3 separate regions of the Mus musculus genome follow, and regions 2 and 3 are each linked to region 1. Evidence: chromatin contacts called from public Hi-C data. All regions are on one chromosome and are shown on one strand. The core of a region is the stretch at or near the end of the contact, and the rest is flanking DNA. Distances in the headings are between cores, read along the strand shown. Region 1 has its middle 72 kb from the start of Gm33404. Region 2 has its middle 51 kb from the start of Gm16701. Region 3 has its middle 69 kb from the start of Gm33404.

Evidence for each region. A called contact is a pair of places that touch in the nucleus more often than the background predicts.
Region 2: a contact with region 1 is called in a Hi-C map of the N1E-115 cell line, with 4 times the contacts expected there. The contact joins two enhancer-like sites. A contact is called at or near these places in 1 of 15 datasets of contacts at CTCF or cohesin (pro-B cells), 7 of 484 Hi-C or Micro-C datasets (the N1E-115 cell line, bone marrow-derived macrophages, cerebellar granule neurons and 3 more) and 3 of 115 datasets of contacts at active chromatin or transcription factors (acute myeloid leukemia, bone marrow-derived macrophages and large pre-B cells).
Region 3: a contact with region 1 is called in a Hi-C map of the N1E-115 cell line, with 4 times the contacts expected there. The contact joins two enhancer-like sites. A contact is called at or near these places in 1 of 15 datasets of contacts at CTCF or cohesin (pro-B cells) and 4 of 484 Hi-C or Micro-C datasets (the N1E-115 cell line, bone marrow-derived macrophages, cerebellar granule neurons and 1 more).

Annotation. Positions count from the first base shown.
Region 1 is chr1:166,782,053-166,784,974 of GRCm38.p6, forward strand. No RefSeq gene overlaps it. Among named protein-coding and RNA genes, the nearest start is that of Gm33404, 72 kb to the right of the region's middle. Within about 2 kb of position 1,534, at least 3 of the 459 cell types and tissues checked have an H3K27ac peak or open chromatin away from gene starts, as enhancers often do. A contact at or near this core is called in the N1E-115 cell line, where this site is marked.
Region 2 is chr1:166,946,781-166,949,702 of GRCm38.p6, forward strand. No RefSeq gene overlaps it. Among named protein-coding and RNA genes, the nearest start is that of Gm16701, 51 kb to the right of the region's middle. Within about 2 kb of position 1,406, at least 20 of the 459 cell types and tissues checked have an H3K27ac peak or open chromatin away from gene starts, as enhancers often do. A contact at or near this core is called in the N1E-115 cell line, where this site is marked.
Region 3 is chr1:166,922,970-166,925,891 of GRCm38.p6, forward strand. No RefSeq gene overlaps it. Among named protein-coding and RNA genes, the nearest start is that of Gm33404, 69 kb to the left of the region's middle. Within about 2 kb of position 1,357, at least 24 of the 459 cell types and tissues checked have an H3K27ac peak or open chromatin away from gene starts, as enhancers often do. A contact at or near this core is called in the N1E-115 cell line, where this site is marked.

The sequences.
Region 1 (2,922 bases), core at 284-2,783:
TTGCATCATTTTCCTAGAGATCTGACAGTCGGCATACCTGTCACATACCGATACTTGACTGGGGTGTTTCCCTTCACATATCAGCCACAGCCATGGTTATCTGCTATTCCTGCTACTGGCCAAGTCCGGGGTGTTCAACATGCATGGAGCCCTGACAACTGATTTAAAGAGGCTTAATATATCAGAGTGGTAGGGTTTTCCAGAAGCAGTGACTGGTAGGATGGGAGCTGCAAAGCATCAACACCCATCATGCACTAGAGGGTGCCAAAGTCCTGAGCAACTGAGTCTATCCAGGAAGAATTTGTCTTCACCTTGAAGCCTCAAGAAAGAGAAGCACCATCAAAAAGTCCCAACTCTTAGAGATGGGCTGGAACAGAACCATCAGCACTTTTGATATCAGAGGGATGATTCCAAAACATGGAACAGGTGAAGGTTGTTGCTAGTGTTAGAGGTTTTCAATGGCAGGCTCACTGATTTTATTTTGATGACTATACTAACGGCTACCTATTTGTATAGTGTTTTGAAGTTCTACATGCAATGTGACCATTTTATGGATATGAGCTTATTAAATCCTCTAGTTTATAAATAAGAACCTAGGAGTAGATAGGAAATTTGTTGATGACTGCAAAGCTAGTAAGAGGCAGGGCAAGCTCAAATCTAAGAGTCCAGCGTGCCTGAGTCTGCCTTCACCACAGGTCAATCCTACAGGGAGAGCTCCATTTCCAGGTTTCTTCTCAGAAGGAAACAGTGCTCCCCATGCAAGCAACCATGATGCTTAACATGGCTTACTAAGAAATTCTCCAATACTCCCTTGAATCTGGCCCCATATCTCACTGTAACTCCAGAGCCTCATCTTAACAATGTATTAGCATTTCTATTTCATCCTAATTTTGTTCATATTATGGAATTTTGATTAAATATGTCCCCATCAGCAAATAGCTTCTGTATGCCAGGGTTCCAAAACCACAATTGACAAACATGTCTCTCAGATTTCTGATCTCTTAGGGCTTATGTCTCTAAGTCCTGTTCCTAAGCTATGGGGAAAGAACTGAAGGAAACCTGGAGGGGGAGGGTCAATGACCTGTGTAATTAACCTCACAAAATTCCAGTCATACTGACATGGAATATTAGAAAAACAACTGGGTTTTTAAAGAACCAAACAACATAAGATTCTGGGATTGTTTTTGTGGAATGAACAAATAAACAAAACACAAAACAAAACAAACAAAAAAACCCAGCACATACATTTAAGGTTTCCTCCTTTCTTCCTTTATTGTTGGAAAATCCTTAAATATATTCAGTACTAATGAAGCTTGGGTTATTTTTAATTTAATTCCCTTTCTGGATCATACAGCAACCTGTTTTCAGACATCACTCCAAAGTTTCCTCATTCTTTGAAGACAGAGAACATACCATACCTATGATGGTTAGTATTGGTTGACAAGATTGAGAGTCCCCTTGAAGACAAACCTTGGAGCCCATGTATGAGGAAGTTTGTAGATTGGTTTAATTAAGGTGTGAAGACCTACTCTAAATATGGATGCTACGATGGGCTCAGCCAAGTGAGCCAAGATCCTAGACTATATAAAAAGAAGAAAGGTGGGTGAGAGACATCATTCATCTCCCTCTGCTTCCTGACTGTAGACACAACGTGGCCAGTCATTCCTTCTGCCATGACGCCTTCCATAATGGACTGTTGTTATAAACTGTGGCTCAAAACAAACCTTTCCATGTTGAACTTACTCTTGTTGAGTATTTTGTAGCAGCAATAAGGAAAGTAACTGATACAATATACTTTCTTTAAAAAGCCACAGGTACATTAATTATGGAAAATCAAACCATATTTTTAGGGCACTTGCAAGGAAAGATTCTATTCTAAGGAACCTTATGCTTATAAAGTGAGGGAGATGTCTCTCTTCTTATCTCTAAGTTCCAGTCTATGCATACCAGGATTTTCTTAAGATGTTCAGGCCAAGTAGACTCCTTGTAGACATGTTAACGCTAGAAAAAAAGCCAACTACTTCTGAGACAGGAGTATAACACAATGCCAAAACACAAGACCTGCTAGATCTGGGTAATGTGGTGGGGTTGGATGGCTTGCATTCGAACCCTAGGTTCTCTGCTTGCCTGCTGTAAAAATCTGATCAAAAGCTTCATTTCCTTATCTTCTATAGAGTAAATAGCATCTATAATACTTCTATAGGAGTAAAATAGCATCTACCCTCTGGAGTGGTTGCTCAGGACTGAGTAAATTTACACATATGTAAAGCATTTTTAACAATGCTAACTCCAAAGACTAAAAAATTATATATGTATATATGTGTGTGAGAGTGTGTGTGTGCTCACACGCATGTATAATGTATATGCATGTTACTAGTCACATTTATAGTGAGAGCCACAATTTTCATTTCATAGTTTTCTAGGAAAAAAGAGAGAGAGGGAGAGAGGATGGACAGAGCCTCCAGGTTGCTGCCCTTAGAAGGTACAAACAGAATCTGTAATAAAAAGGGAGCAACTTTCTCAGAATGCCTGTGCATAGCCTCACTCGCAGGCATCCTGCTGTGGCTCTGAACTCCGTTGAAGGCTGGCAAAGCAAAGCTTCAGACTGTAGTTCAGCAACAAGGTCAGGCTTCTCTTGTCACCTGAGTCATAAGGCCATTCTAGCAATGCTCAGAAAAGAAGTTCTACTAATGTGCCTGCTGTTTTGGCAACCAGGTCACCCCTCAAGACTCAATCATCTGACTCACAAACCCCACCCCCACCCTACCCCACACACAACTCCTGTGGACTAAATTGGTGGCCAGTGATTGTCTAAACTGAGGATAGCAACTCAGTTGTAACTAGGAGCTTTCCTGCTGCTCAATGAACTGATAACCAGATCTCAAGACTAGACAGAAAGGGTACATTGCAAACACGGTCTCC
Region 2 (2,922 bases), core at 156-2,655, 160 kb after region 1:
CTCTTATCAGCTGGTGTATGGTCCCTGTTTGGCGGTCCAGTATTTGAGAGATCTCAGGGGTCCTGATTAATTGAGACTGCTGGTCCTCCTACAGGGTCGTCCTTCTCCTCAGCTTCTTTCAGTCTTCCCTAATTCAACAACAAGGGTCAGCTGCTTCTGTATATTGGTTGGGTGCAAATATCTGAATCTGACTCTTTCAGCTACTTGTTAGGTCTTTTGGAGGGCAGTCATGATAGATTCCTTTTTGTGAGTGCTCCATAGCCTCAGTAATAGTGTCAGGCCTTGAGCTGTATCCCACTTTGGGCCTCTTGCTGGACCTTCTTTTCCTCAGGCTCCTCTCCATTCCATCCCTGTAATTCTTTCAGACAGGAACAATTATGAGTTAGAGTTGTGACTGTAGGATGGCAACCCAATCTCTGACTTGATGTCCTTTCTTCCTGTGGGAGGTGGGCTCTATAAGTTCCCTCTCCCTATGTCTGGCATAAATGCCTGGCATTTCATCTAAGATCCCTCCCTTTGAGTCCTGAGAGTCTCTCAGCTCCCAGATCTCTGATGCGTTTTGGAGAGACACTCCTCCATTGCTGGTGGGATTGCAAACTGGTACAACCACTCTGGAAATCAATCTGGAGGTTCCCCCAGAAAACTGGAAATAGATCTGCCTGAAGACCCATCCAAACAACTCTTGGGAATATACCCAAAAGATGCCCCACCATGCCACAGGGGCATGTGTTCCACTATGTTCATAGCGGCCTTATTTGTGATAGCCAGAAGCTGGAAACAACCTAGATGTACCACGACAGAAGAAAGGACTCTTGACTAAGTGACAGATTCCCATTCAGACTGTCTCATATAATATGGTGGTGCATTTATGAACTTCTCTTCTGTCGTTGCTGGAGTCCGCACACGCAAACCATGCTGACCAGAGCCTGTCTCTCCACCTCTAGCCTCTCCTGTCCTCAGTGCTGGCTTCACCACTCAGATCTAAGTGGCAGCAAAGACACAGCGAGTCCAAGACCTAACAGCTTAAAAACCCAGAGAAGAACAGGGTGTCCTTTTCAAAGAGTTCTTGTCAGTCTTAGGTGTCTGTCTCTTCATTGGCTAAACTTAGGTCACGTGCCCACCCAGGAACCAACCACTGGGATTCCATTTGTCCAAATCCAGCCCTGGAGCAACAGAAATGGGATTGAGCCACAGGGAATAATAAGAGAGGAAGTCTGAGAGATGAGTGAAATCCCAGAAGAAAATCAGGTGCTACTACCAGCAAGGGTACCAGATGCTCGGGAGAGGCTAGTAGGCAGATGTTATCATCTCCAGCTATCTAAATTGAGAGTGAGTAAAGCCCCATCTGATAGACTGTCAGGAAGCAATTAAGCCTTTTGTCACTGCTGATGCTGCGCATGCATTTAATGATAACAGATGTGCTGCGGCACCAGTGAGCAGCTGCAGAGAGGGAGCCAGCAGGGCTGGAAGGAAAAGCCAAGCCATCCATCTTCCAGCCGGAGTTCCCCCCACCCCTTCCCCCGCGTCGACGGAACTACTCAGGATGCCTAAACTGACTCGGGTACCTTCCGAGTTGCAAAAACTCTGCTCTGGGATTCAGCAGATATATCTGAAACTGCTTTATGACCAACAGTTAAAGTGAGGTAAATTAAGGGAGAGAAACCAAGGATATGGTTTCGTGCATAAAACCCAGCCATATAATTAACAGAGCCCACATCAATCACACATCAGTTAGGCCTCACTGGTTTCATAGGTATTCGATGGTAGAAATAAACCAGTCCTGATAGGCAAAGAGGATTGAAGCCAGTAAAACTGAAATACTTAAATGTGAGGCTCCTGTCGTTAATTAGTCAAGTTCCGACTCTGTTTGTGGTATTTGTGGGATATTTAGTAATTAGGTTTTTTAATGTTCCTGTCCTCATTTAGCTTCAGCGTCTGTCATTCCCAACATTTCTTTGTCTAGGCAATGCCACGAGGTGTATTTTTAATAATAGTAAACCCTTGTGCTGCAGATCACTCTGTCCTTTATAAAATCACTCACTGGAGTTGCCCAGCAACCTCGGAGACAAGCAAGACGAACTATCCTCCCAAGTAACTACTGGAGCATCCGGCTCAGCATCCGCGGTGGAGTCTGGTTGTCTTGCTGTGGTTGTCATTATTGGAATGGTGGATCATCGGAGCTCTGGTGTTAGGGTTCTAAGAGATGGGTGAGGTGACTCAGTCAGAGCAGAAGCAACCTTGGCAGTTTTGGTCCCCAGGGTTCTAAGTCCATTCTATGTAACTACAAAAGCATTTATGAAAACCTGAGCTTCATGAGTCACCCAAGTGCACCAATGGTAATCCTCTGGAAAGGGGAAAAACGACAATAAAAAAACAAACAGAGGCACTCTTTAAAACAAGTAATACAAAGGTTGTTTGATAAAGCCTCAAGGAACTGTATTATTTATATGTACCTAAAATTATACTGTACACACACACACACACCTACACACATACATACATATGTGTGTATATATGTATAAACATGTATATATACGTATATATATATATATATTTGTATACACTTAAGATATGTGTGTATGTGTATGCATATATAATATCTTAAACCTTAAAGGGCATTATAGCACTTGGGCTGACTATGTTCCATACAAGAGCAATAGACTATCAAAATCCCAGCACTAAGCACAAGAAAGCTCCTTTTGATTGGATGATCATTATAGCCCAAGTGACTCTGGTGGCAATATGGACAATTGGTGTAACCCTTGGTTGCCACCCAGAGGTTGAAGACAAGTCTTTATTGCTGAAGACAACACACACTTAAGACACATGACTAACCTGAAACCGTCCTCCCTGTGGTCTTGCTCCCATGGTATCTGATAATACTACACAAGCTTCAAAGAGAAGGAGTAGTTAATAGTCCTA
Region 3 (2,922 bases), core at 107-2,606, 140 kb after region 1:
GTTCACACAAGTTAAAACACCAAAGCAACACACACACTCATCCGCAGATGAATAAGTAAGCACAGCGTGTCCTAGACACGCAGCAGACTATCAACCTGTCTTTAACAACAACCGACCGGAAATTATGACACACACTACAAAGACGGGCATGCTTATTGAAGTAAAGCCGGCGCAAGGCGGCAAATGTTGCAAGGTTCCACATAGATTGAATTCCCACAAGAGTAGCATTTGTACAGACAAAAGATGGAACAGTAGCTGTCAGATCAGAGGGGAGAAACACATGGAGTCTTGTGTGAGGAGGGTTTCGTTTGGGTTTCGAAAGCATCCTTCAGATGGGCTATATAAGAGCATGAGCAGTGTAGTCCACTGGACTGTCTGTCTGAACGTGGTTAAAGATGGTAGTAGGCTTTAGGCTGTGTGCATTTAATTGCAATAAAAACAGACATTTTAAAATCTGCCAGGAAAATAACAATAGCAAGCAGGTTAAAAAACAAAACAAAACAAAAAAAAAAAAAAAACAAAAACACACACACAAAAGGAAAGAGTGAACGAGGACTGGGGGATAATGACATTATGTGGGTGTCACTGATGCGTTTGATGACAACCTCTATAAAATCTGTGCTCAGAATAAAGTCAGCTGGTGTTTGAGCACCGTCATCTGAAGGGAATGCGGCACACTGGAAAGACTGTATAATCAGGAGTTAATGGGACTATGCTGCTTGGAAGCAAAAGGTCCTCTGGGGCACATCAGAGGCTGGTACTGGAACTGTCCTTGTTTAACAAACTCATTAATGACCTAGAAGAAGGCGGAAACAGCCACTGCTAATGAAATTTGCAAAGATATGTTGCCAATGCCCTGGACTTGACCATAACAGCAGAAGCATCGCTGGGATGGAGGGAGATTTTCCACTAGGCATTTAATTAGATTAAAACAATGACTTCCGTGGATAAGGATGCTTGCTCATTCCCAACTCTTCTTTCCATCCAGAATGCAGATTCTGGAATGTGCTGCATGCAGTGTATAAGGCCATCCTTGTCAGAGGCCAGCAGGAGAGGTTCCCATGGCATAGGTCTGCTTTTTGACCTTAGAATATGTTTAAAAACAACAACGATGTAATGTGTAGAGTCCTTTAACTATGAGAAAGAACTGAGGGACATAAAGATGTAGTGTATCTTCCATAGAGGAGTCTGGGGAAACTATTTAAATGTACAAAACCTCTAAAGTTTTAAATAGAGTTTATCTCCCATCGTTTCTCAGGGCTCTTAGAATCCCAAATCCTTTACAAGTTCCAGAATGATCTAGCCCTGCCTTGCCATCTACAAGCAGCACCAAAATTCTCCTTGGCAGATTCACTTCCTCCTGACTCTGAGTCACCCACCACTCTCTCCCTAGCCACTGTATTTGGCAGACAGGGAATTCAAGTTGTTCAAGTCTTGATTCCAGGACTTTTAAAGCAACAACCACTGTTGAGATTCTCCTTTTGAAAGGGCTTGTCTTCAGCAGGCTGAGTTTCTCCGATAAGGATGCTGGTAGCCTCCTAGCCAGGATGGCACTGTCCTCATTATTGCTGTTGAGAAACGCTCTACACACACTGCAAGCATTTGACATCCCTACCTCTCAGGATCACATTCCAGGCATGATCCTGAGTCTCTGTGACAATAGCAATGATAAAATATCTGAATCCCCGACACAGGAGAAACAAATCGGAGGAAGAGGTACTTTGCCTGGGCAAAGCTACCATCACCTAACTTCCATGTCACTCCCTGAGAAAGCATCGTCATACCTCATCTGCCTAAATTTGCTCCTATTACAACATCCTCTTTGGGCATTGATCTACACCGCTTTACAAACACGTGTTTAGTTGTACGGTTGTTTGTTTAATATGCGTTTTCTCCCACTGGACCGTGAGTGGAATGAAGAAAAGGGCCACTGTCTAGTTTTGTTTCCAATGACCAGCGCTTAATAAATGTTTGCAGACGAAGAAGAGCACCGTGGTCTGAATGTTCAGGTTCCTGCTTCAGATGTGACTGCTGAGACTCTGCCATCACTGTGTTAGCAGAAGGGACCTTTGGGAGGGGATTTGTGTCATGAGGGTGGAACCGTCATGAATGATATGAGAGTCCTTATAAAAGAGGTCTCAGAAAGGTCTCTCAGCATTTCCACTACGGCATAGGTGAGGAAATGGGCCCCCATCAGAACCGAGTTAGCCAGTTATTGACCTTTCTTGGATTGCCCAGACTCCAGAGCTGCATGAACTAGATTTAAACTCTGTGCTGCTCTGCTGCATCAGTACCTGTGGACTAAGACAGAAGATAACATTGAAACTTTATGGCTAGAATCTCAAGCCATACCACAAAGTCCTATTCAATTTAGGAACCTTAGTATATATACTATCCATTCAGTTTGCCTGAGAGATGGGTTTTAGGACTGCCTGGCCCTTTTTGCCTCTCTCTCTCAAGCCAGTTCTGGGAATTCTCACAACTCCCATTAGAAGGGAAGAAGAAGGCACTCTAGAAGCAGAAAATTGGCAGACTGAGTCCTTCTAGCCCCAGAGTCTGGAGAGCTGGAAGACACAGGCTGAGTGTGGGGAGGGGAAACTTGTGCCACCTGATTTCCTGCTCTCTCTTCTCTGAGTCTCAAGAGTGGCTCAAGAGGAGCTCCGACAGTAAAGGTGGGGATGGAAATTGAGGAAGGCATTGCTTGTTACCATGCTAGAAATCAGAGACCTGGAGGCCCTGAACATAGCTTGCTTACTGGTTACTCCATGTGTCCATCCTTTTCCTAGCACACTTATATTCTCTGAGAGAAACTAAACTTCCTGCCAGGAGTACTCGGAGGAGCATAGGAAACTAATGCTTGCCTCTAGTTTGGAAACCAAAGGTTTGGGGACTCTCCACCATTGCTGCTATACAGTGACATAA